2 separate regions of the Mus musculus genome follow, and region 1 is linked to region 2. A link is a contact called in public promoter capture Hi-C data. All regions are on one chromosome and are shown on one strand. Each heading gives the region's core, a stretch centred on a gene start, on an enhancer-like site or on the middle of the called end of the contact. The rest is flanking DNA. Distances are from core to core; before and after follow the strand shown. Region 1 holds the start of Il18bp (interleukin 18 binding protein). Region 2 holds the start of Anapc15 (anaphase promoting complex C subunit 15).

Region 1 (5,377 bases), core at 1,098-3,597, 120 kb before region 2:
TGGGCAGACCCAAGGTAGGCCTTCTTACCATGCTGGTTAGAGTAACAGCTACTGTATATTGCGTGTGATCCTTAACATGCTAACAGCTGGGAAAGGCCTCATGTCATGTATGGACAGCTGCTAGACTGGCTTCGATACTTGGTAGCCTGGCAGCCTGTCATCATTGGCCTGGTACAAGGCATCAGCTACATCCTGGGCCTCGAGTAATCAGAAATCACATCCCTGGAGAACCCACCACCCACTATGGACCTCAGGGCACTCTCCGTGCTGCCCACAAAGACTTGGGTGGAAAAGACTCAAAGGCACTTGGGCCATTCAGGACCACCCCAGCTGTGTCTGGGTTGGTGGGGAAATGATGGAGAACCAGCCAGTGGGGCTGTCAGCAGTGGGGGCTTTTTAAAAGAAAATTATTTTGATGAATATATTTAAATTTTTTTATTGTGGAGCATAGGAATTGTCCCCCATTCCTAGGCCTAACCTTGCTTGAACAGGGTTGGGCAAAGCTGCGGTATTATTGGTTGAGAGGCGTCTTCTCACCTCTGGCTGAGAGCACTGGTGGGTTTGCAGGAGGCTGGGTGCTTCAGCCTACCCTTCCCCTTCCCCTCCCTTCCCTCTGCAAGGCTCAAGCCTGGTTTGCACTCAGTGTAGAAGAGCTCAGACGGGTGCCAGATTAGCACTGAGCGGTAAAGGGTCTCTTCATCTCTGGACATGATGGGTGTTGTGTATGACTCTGTTGCCTTTTTGTCTGGAAACTAAAGGCTGGGGGTGGCAAAATCAATGACTTTTCTAACTAGGGAAGCCCTGTGGCCTCCAAATTCACTGACATGTTTTGGAACAGCTAGAAATATGAGCAGCATGGATAACCTGCCCCTGAGCAGGGCCATTGCCAGGCAGAGTATAAAAGCAATCTATATATCATTAAGCTGTGGAAGCTACATTGGCAGCAGCGAATGTTGCAGCTTCTTGTGCAAGTACACCCTTCATGGAAGTGTTGACATGTGCCAAAGGGTACTCTGCACATCACTTCCTTCCTGAAAGCCTAAGAGTGTGTATGTTTGTGTATGCACAGAGCAGACAGACTAATGGATCTCTGTTTTCTGCCAGTCATCAGTGTGCCCTTGAAGCTAAGAGGGGATTCCAGCCCAGGAAACGTCCCTAGGTAGGCTTGGTCATTTGTGGGTTTTTCCCAGGCCTGACGTTAAGAATGGTGAGTGCATAGGCAGAATGAGGCCTGAATAAAGATGGGCTCTGAAAGGGGACTTCTGAGCAGGCCTAACTGTAGTCCTGGAAGTCTGAAGAAAGGGGGAGGGCATCATGGGTCAGCAGCACTGGGTGTCTAGAGAAATTTGGCCTGGCCCATTTGAAGGCAACAAGAACCAAACAGGATCTTGTCATCACATCTGAATAAAGCTCCATGAGCTGGCTGCAAAGCTGGACACGCATTTGCCTTTTTTTTTTTGCCACCTCTTTCCCGGGCCCCCTGGGGTATCTTGGCTTCTTGCATCCCACCTGAGAGCCGGAACCTGGAGCCATTGGTCCTGCCTTCTCACCCATCCTCCCTCTGTGAGAGTGTGTGTGTGTGTGTGTGTGTCTCCTGTCCTACGGCATCAGGGGCCCTGAGGCCTTCACCCCCAGTCTGAGACTAGTACCCTGATACCCCCACAACTCAGCCTGTTCTCTTACTCAGCTGTGGCTTCCTTTTTCCCTCCATCCTCAGAGGAATGAGAGCTGAGCAGAAGGCCAAGAGACAGGCTACTCTTCCTTTGGTATTTGTCCTCCCCTCTCCCTAAGGTGAAGGCTACGTCTATGTTTTACCTTTAGTCTTGTAAGGTACAGTGCAGTTCCTCGTCCTGCACCCCTACCCAAACCCCAGTGGAATGAGAAATCCCCCAATGGCTGTGTGTGGATGCACAACTTCTGGACCTAACTCCTAGAGATCCTGGATTCTGAGGGAGTTTTGCCCTGAATTCAGCAACCTAGGTGGTAGAGGGTAGGTGGACTGCTCAAAAGAAATGTGACTGTGCCACATAGAAGACAGCTTTTAGCCTCCTGCATCTGAACCAGGTATGAATCTATTCCCACAGGTCCTTCCAACCTGCTCCATCCCACTTGTCACCAGTTCTACCCTCTGGTGACAGAATCACAGACCTAAGAGCACAGCACTTTGCCCCAAGTGTGCGCATTGGTCGTTCTGCCCCAAGAGGTTCTGGCACATGCAGGGAGCATGGCTTCAGGGTTTTGTTTGATTCTAATTTTGTTCTTTCCAAGTACCAGTCTCTGAGCTACTGGAGCCAGTGTTGCGGAAGTGCCTTCCTGGCTATTTGGGGTCAGCTCTCGCTTGGCTGGGAGTTTTGTACACGAGCCAGGCAGGGAAGTTGCTCCTTCCTGTGGTGAGATTTTCTTGGGGCCAGGCAGCTATCCTGGCTGAGCCTTAGAGCTCCAAGAAGCTATTCGGGGCTTAGGAGCCAGGTAGGAAGATCTAAATTTACTGAAAACGAACCTGTACAAGTGGCTGTGGCTGTGTGTGAAGGCTGGTGTTAAGTGATACACCTGACCTTGGGGTGAGGGATGGGAGTGGGGGAGCTTGAGAGAAACTACGATATTAATGGGCCAGTGAGGCACTGAATGTAAAAAGGTCAGTGGTTCAATTTGGGGTTCCCAGTACTAATAAATACTGCCTCCTTGGAGTTTGTTCTGGAGAAAGGAAAGTTGGCTGTGAAGGGTGGAAGGGGCAAGACAGGTACAGACCTGTGAGAGACTCATCTTTCTCACCCCTTCGCTAACCTTAGAGAGAGGGGTGAGGTAGATAGAGGATTCCTGTGAGTTTGGAGAGGGGCCCATTCGGAACAGCCTGCTTTCGATTGGGATTCCTAGCTAAGAAAGTGAAAGTGAAAATAGGTGCTCGATTTCCTAGAAGCTGACTGCTGCCTGCCCTTCCCAGAAGGAGGCTGGCAAGCTGGCAAACGGACTGTTGCTTCCCAGGTAAGTCCCTGGCTTTTAGTACTTTCTCTCCTTCCTAAGGGGGTATAAGTTATATAAGTGCTGTTTGGAGCTGGTATGAGAGAAAATTGTTACTATTAACACCAGCAGTGCCTTAAGTGTGGATAGCCCAGCTGGTGGCTACAGGTCTGCCCTCTAAACTACCAGCTCAAATGGGTGTCAGTAACACTGCCTGAGGGAAAGAACACAGATGTAGGGCTAGCTGACTTTTACTTATTTTTTTCCAGAGGAAGTCACAGACACCAGACTTGCTTGCAAGTCATCATGACCATGAGACACTGCTGGACAGCAGGTGGGACATTAGGCTTTGTGGCTCTTAAAGGAATGGAGCTATGTGGCTAACTCTGCTACCCAACACCCCCCACCCCAAGGAAGTTCCATCCAATTCTTCCATTGCTGTAAGCGCCTATGTAGCTACTTTGGTTCTGGCTCCATTTCAAGGCTCCTTTGCACTACATTCAGCAGAGCCGAGGGGTGGGGGCTAAACGGTCTCCACCCACTCAGGTTCCTGGTGAGAACCTAGGAGTATCTGGGTCGAGGTCTGTTCCTACCCAGGTAGCAGCTTGTCCCCAACTAAGATGGGTGCTAGAAAGCTGAGCTTCAGTTTTATTTACAGCTGTAACTGTTTGTTCCTCAGGCCCCAGTTCTTGGTGGGTCCTGCTTTTGTATGTCCATGTCATTTTGGCCAGAGCCACATCTGCACCTCAGACAACTGCCACTGTCTTAACTGGAAGCTCAAAAGACCCATGCTCTTCCTGGTCTCCAGCAGTCCCAACTAAGCAGTACCCAGCACTGGATGTGATTTGGCCAGAAAAAGAAGTGCCACTGAGTAAGCAACAAGTATGGGAGCCCAAGAGGATACAGTTGCCAGAAGCAGGCTGTGAATACAGAGTTGGGGGGTGGGGGTTTGACTTGGGAGTGTTACTTCCAACCTGCCAAGAAGCACCAGGCCAGACCAACTTGTCTCTGTGTTCACCATTCTACTGCCCAGCTTCCCAGATGGTTCCTATAGAAGAGAACTCAGACATAGGCAATGTAGAACCTCACAGGGCCTAGGTTGCAATTTTCCTATGTAGGTAGGACACAGGTCTTATGTTTCTGATTTATGACTAAGTGGAGCTTGGCAGGATAGGGGCCTCTGTTTTATAGAATAACTAACAGTCAAATGTGCTCCTAGATGGAACTCTGACCTTGTCCTGTACTGCCTGCAGCCGCTTCCCCTACTTCAGCATCCTCTACTGGCTGGGCAATGGTTCCTTCATTGAGCACCTCCCAGGCCGGCTGAAGGAGGGCCACACAAGGTAAGGGACCTAGCAGTGGGGCTACAAGAAAGACCTTCCTCCTCCCCAACTCCGGCAACCCTCTCACGATTTCCTTCTGCTTTCCAGTCGCGAGCACAGGAACACAAGCACCTGGCTGCACAGGGCCTTGGTGCTGGAAGAACTGAGCCCCACCCTACGAAGTACCAACTTCTCCTGTTTGTTTGTGGATCCTGGACAAGTGGCCCAGTATCACATCATTCTGGCCCAGCTCTGGGTAAGGAACCTGAAAGAAGGCATCCAGGGATGGGAGGAACGCTACTACCTGGGGAAGGAAGGATTGGCTTTTCCAGTACAACCTGTAAGCTAGTGACTGTTTTGAGATCTACCAGAGGTGGAAGCAAGGAACATGGGACTGCAGTGACAGCAAGTGATGGCAAGAGCTCTTCCTTAGCTCTGACCATGTGTGCATTTACTTCTCCAGGATGGGTTGAAGACAGCTCCGTCCCCTTCTCAAGAAACCCTCTCTAGCCACAGCCCAGTATCCAGATCAGCAGGCCCAGGGGTTGCATAAAGCCAACCACACCATGACCTTGACCAGAGCCTGGCTCTCATCTACCTGGAGGGTGGAGTCTACACCATAGGCTGTGATTGCCTTTCTGCTGCTGAACCTCAAACTCAAGCTTCACTTCTACCCTAGATTATCATAGTAATTAAGTCCTTAGAGTTCTTCCTGTTTGTCCTCCTGTCCATCCATCCAGTTTACCTTTTCTGATGTCTTATTCATCCCACTGGTGTTCTGGAACCTCTGAGACCTGATGACACCTTAGCCAAGTGATAGCTCTGCTTACACTTAACGTGAAATTGAGATGCCTATCTGGCAGATTTCTACATCCTGTACCAATCAAAAAGGTTAACCCGAAGCCTAGTTGAGATATAACTTTGGCAACATCCACTCAGCTCTGACCACTATCTGCACTGACTTCAATCTTTACATGTGATTTTGTTTTCCTAGTTTGCCCCTAATGTACTGTCCCCAAGGCAAGGACGGAACAGTGGCTGCGTCAGGTCACAACTGTATATGTCAGTCTGTGTCTCTGCAGGGCCCACACTGAGTA
Region 2 (4,872 bases), core at 347-2,846:
ACGTGAATATGTTTTGTTTTGTTTTGATGCAGTTGAAATTTGATTTAGGGATAGGGTGGATTGGGTGGGTAGCAGAGAAGCTGCCCTGCCCTCTTGAAATCAGACAGACCTGAGTTTGAGTCCTGGCTCCATCACTTACTAGCTCTTTGATTTTGGCCAATACACTTAACCTCTCTGGGCCTCAGTTTCCTCATCTGTAAGAATGGGGATAATTAAAATTATATCATCCTCAGTTATTACGACAAACAAAGAAAATAATGAGTAAAGCTGTATGTTGCTTAAAGAGAGAAGAGACTGGGAGCCAGAGATGGAATGTGGCATTGTGATTATGCACAAGATTAGCAATAGCAGAGATCTAGTAAAATTCATTTTAAATACACACACACACACGCACCACAAAACTTATTTTTTGCTCTTTTGATTCATGTCACATCCAACCAGTGCAAAATGGTGTGGACATGAACCACCTCTCTCACCAACCAGTCAAACTGCAGTACACACAACCAAGGATAAAAGAAATTCTCAGAGGGATGAGTAAATAACAAACAAATGAAGAATGAACTAACATGGAAGAGAACAAAATCAACTCTGTGGGCTGAAGCTGCTGACCAGGAAGGTCACCAAGAAGCTGAACTAAAACGCCCTGGCTCACAAACCCAGTGACATGTAGAGCTTGACTTTGGCCACACACTCGATGGGGGCTTAAATCCTACGCAAGGCAGGGATCCTGGCCCAGCACTGTAGGAAGGGCACAGGAAAAAATAGAGTTGGTGTCTACCTTGGTGTTTCCCCCTATTTTTAGTAAATGAAACAGGGTTACAATATTTAGCCCTGACTGTCGTGGAATTCTCTATATAGACCAGGCTAGTCCCAAACTCACAGAGCTCCGCATGCCTCAGCCCCCGGATGCTGGGATTAAAGGCGTATACCAGCCCCCACACCCGGCCCTACTCTAGCTTTTGTTCCAACTTAATTTGACCCACGCAGAACTAGACGCTGTCATTCCCTAGACCAAAGCCCCCCCAGGTCCGTGTGATGGGGGAAAAAAAAAAAGGCGCGTCCACCACGATCCCGAAAGCACTGACAGATTTTATATACTAAAATTCTACCCACCACCGCCCATTCTTTGCTCATTATGATAATGACTGCGAGATTGACCAACAGGAAGGAGGCAGGGGCGGGTCTCCGTCAGGATTTTGACCTTATAGGGATGCTAATCGCAAAATGCGCGCGGCCTGGCCGAAGCCAATTAACTGCAAGAAATGCTGGGTGACAGGAAGTGAAACCAATGCATGACGGACCATGTGCGATGGGTGGGGCTTAGACTCTAGGAAACGGCCAGTGAGCAGGATGTCTTTAAGAGTAAAAATGGGGAAAATGAACTGCTAGGGAAGCGAGTCAAAGGAACTGGGTTTCTCTGGAAGCCGGAAGAAAGAACAAGCAAGGAAACGGCAGCAGTCTCGTTTCCGCACTTACCGCGCCAAGAGCCGGCAGCCGGCGGCGACCCGGAAGCGTTTCCCCAGGTCTGAGCGGAAGAACCCACCAGAATCCGGGACTCACTAACGCATGCGTCTTGCGTCTCCTTTTGTTTCCCGCTTCAACACCGAGCCGGAAGTGATGTTGATGTACTTTAGTTACGTACTAGTTGGGGGAGGACCCTCGCTTGCCCCGCCTACCTGTCAGCTCCTCCTTGAATCTCCAGCGGCAGGGTTTCTCCAGGCTAGCCCCTCGCCTGCGTTCGACTAGTCCCGCCCTCCTGCCACTCGGCGGTGTTTGCGTGTTAATCTCCTCGAAATAGTATGGTTTCCAGAAATGTTCGCTTGTGTGGATGCCGTGTGTGCTGCTGCGTTCCAAGAAACATCTGTTTCTTCCCTTCTGTTCTCTCAGACTCGGTTTTCTGTTTGAACCCTTCTCCTCCTCCTCCTCCTCCTCCTCCTCCTCCTCCTCCTCCTCCTCCAACTCCTCCAAGATCTATTTATTATATGTAAGTACACTGTAATTGTTTTTCAGACGCACCAGAAGAGGGCATCAAATCTCGTTACGGATGGTTGTGAGCCACCATGTTGCTGGGATTTGAACTCGGGACTTTTGGAAGAGAAGTCAATGCTTTTAAGCGCTGAACCATCTCACCAGCCCCTCTTTTCTTCTTTTTTAATTTTGGTTTCTCGAGACAGGGAACTCAGAAATCCACCTGCCTCTGCCTCTGCCTCTGCCTCTGCCTCTGCCTCTGCCTCTGCCTCTCTGCCTCCCAAATGCTGGGATGAAAGGCATTCGCCAGCACTGCCCGGCATCCATTCTTTTCTTTCTGAGAGGATACCTTGAACATGCTAGACAAGCCTCTGTCATGGAACTACATCATATTCATAATATTTACTTTTCTTTTTTGAGACAAGGTTTCATTGCGTATTCCTAACTGGCCTGAAATTCACTATCTAGACCAGGTTGGCTTCGAAGTCTTCCTGTTGGTATTAAAGCTGTGTAACACCACGCTGGCCTCTTTTTTATCTATTTAAAATTTTATCTTATGTATATGTGTGTTTGAACATCGTGTGTGTGTGTGTGTGTGTGTGTGTGTGTGTGTGTATGCATGTGTATGTATGTGTAGGCCCAAGAGTGATGCTGGGAATTTTCCTCAATTGCTCTTCTATCTTATTCTTATTCAATACCACAAGTCCCTGCTATCGCTGGTCTGACTATCCAGGTTCTCTGAGAATTCTCTGTCTTTACAGAAATTACAGGCTGGTTGCCATAACCATCCAGCAATCATGTGGGTTCTGAGGACCCAAACACCAATCCTGGCTTCTTTTACAACAAGCACTTTAACCCCTAAGGTATCTCCCCAGGCCTGTACATTCTTTGTCTACGCTGTTTCTTCTGTAACTAGCATGATAATCTGCCTGGTTTTCCTCCTGTTCTTGGCTCTGGTGAAGAGTGATGAGATAGAACTGTTCAAGAGGTTCCGTATGTGCTTCCTATCAAATCTGATTGTATGGCCCAAGAGGTCAGCTTCAGCTTCAAACGTTTTCAAACGTTAGCAAGCTCTGCTTATTAAAATTGTAGCACTCAGGGACCTGAGACAAGAGGATGTGAAGTTCAAGATTAGACTGGGCTATGTAGCAAGCTCAATGCCAGCCTGAAATGTATAAGCCCCTGTCTCTCACAAAAACAGGTGCAAATTTTAAAAATAAAAATAACGGACAGTGAGATAGTTCAGTGGGTAGAGGCACTTGCTAACAAACCAAGGACCCAACTTCAATCCCTGGACCCACATGGTAGAAAGAGAAAGCTGCCTCTCACAAGTTGTCTTGTGACCTGCATGTGCACACTGTAGCAGTTCTCTGCTGCCTTGCACACCAAATAAATGTGCATCAGAAAAAAATTGTTAACTAGATGTAGTGACAATGTTGGTTTCTTTAAAAACACAGAAATATTGTAAGAATCTTTTCCTGGGGTTTGCAAGTATGGCATCTTGGAAGGTGAAGCGGCACATGCCCCGCCCCCACGCCCAACCCCCAGCATTTAGAAGGCAGAGGTAAGAGAATATCTGTGAATTATAGGCCAGCAAGGCTACATAAAGAGACCCTGTCCCAAAATAGAAAATAAATGAACCCACAAAACCAAATATATGTGCATCACTTCTGAGCAGTGAATATACATCAGTGAACAAATAGACCCTCCTGTGGTGGCAGCTTTTGTTCCAGTGAGAGAAACAATAAAGAAGTTACAAATAATATAAATAACAGTTTTAAGATCGGAGTAAATACTTAGAATAAAATATTGTAGGTAGGGGGTTGGGATTTAGTTCAATGATAAAACCTAGGTTGGTCCTCTGCTCCAGAAAAACAGAATTTATAGGCGTAATATTTTAGGGGGTGGGGACAAGAAAATCAATGGGATAGCAACTTTTGAGTAGTTGGGGAGTGGGAAGGGAAGAAGTGAAGGAGAAAAAAGGGGTAGATAGGAGCCGGGCGTGGTGGCACACACCTTTAATCCTAGCACTCAGGAGGCAGAGGAAGGCAGATTTCTGAGTTCAAGGTCAGCCTGGTCTACAAAGTGAGTTCCAGGGCAGCCTGAGCTATACAGAGAAACCCTGTCTTGAAAAAAAAAGGGGGGGGGTAGATAGAAGATAGTAGATGGATGAATAGATATATAGATAGATAAGTAGGTAGGTAGGTAGGTATATAGGTAGGCAGGTAGGTAAATGGATAGAGACCAAGCACCTCATGTCAAAGCCCTAGAAGGGTTTCAGCACAGTGTCCTATGTAATGAAAACATGGATGAAGACAGACAGGCGGTAGTAATCAGATGGATGCCGCCTTGCAGATAGGTCAAGTGTGGACGCTGGCTTTTCTATTGTACAGGGAGCAAGTGAGGGGTTATGAACAGTAGATGCATTCAATCTGCTTTATATTTTAACAGTTACTTTGTCTCATTTAGAAAAAAATTGGGGAGCACAGCCGCATGGGCAGGGAGACACCTTAGGAGCCTATTACAATAATCCGGAGGTATGGGGACAGACGAAGTAGCCCAGCAATTAAGAGACTCTACTGAATCAAAATGGTGAAACTCTCACCTTAGTATGGTTAACCTTAGATTCTACGGGCTGGCTTGGAACTGGCAATGTAGCTGAGGATAGCTTGAACTCCTGATCATCCTAAGGACAGGGATTATGTGTGTATTCTAGCACAGTGACTTTCACTGAACTAGCCTGTGATTGAGAGAGTGATAGTATTCATTGCTATCATTATGTGGAATCCTTTATCTTTGGCATTATATTCATCAAAACTTTTTTATGTTGTCATCTGCAATACATTAAATGGGGGTTATACTGCTAAATGAACTGCTCTTACAGAGGACCAAAGTTCAGTTCCC

The links. Capture Hi-C pulls out chosen DNA fragments and counts their contacts.
Region 1: a promoter capture Hi-C map of adipose tissue shows a contact between it and region 2. The contact joins the promoter of Il18bp here to the promoter of Anapc15 in region 2. A contact is called at or near these places in 10 of 39 promoter capture datasets (the 3T3-L1 cell line, 3T3-L1-derived adipocytes, embryonic stem cells and 6 more), 7 of 115 datasets of contacts at active chromatin or transcription factors (the HPC-7 cell line, the SCID.adh cell line, acute myeloid leukemia and 4 more) and 5 of 9 other capture datasets (adipose tissue, bone marrow-derived macrophages, liver and 2 more).

The regions. Positions count from the first base shown.
Region 1 is chr7:102,015,202-102,020,578 of GRCm38.p6, reverse strand. Il18bp (interleukin 18 binding protein) reads left to right here and starts at 2,347. Exons shown (of 7, transcript NM_010531.2): 1 at 2,347-2,469; 2 at 2,915-2,982; 3 at 3,228-3,292; 4 at 3,638-3,829; 5 at 4,178-4,301; 6 at 4,389-4,536; 7 at 4,744-5,377. The coding sequence starts at 3,265. The coding sequence ends at 4,833. It overlaps Rnf121 (ring finger protein 121), which reads left to right. Exons shown (of 9, transcript NM_029211.3): 9 at 87-1,442. The coding sequence ends at 207.
Region 2 is chr7:101,893,055-101,897,926 of GRCm38.p6, reverse strand. Anapc15 (anaphase promoting complex C subunit 15) reads right to left here and starts at 1,596. Exons shown (of 6, transcript NM_027532.4): 1 at 1,477-1,596; 2 at 110-194. The coding sequence starts at 132.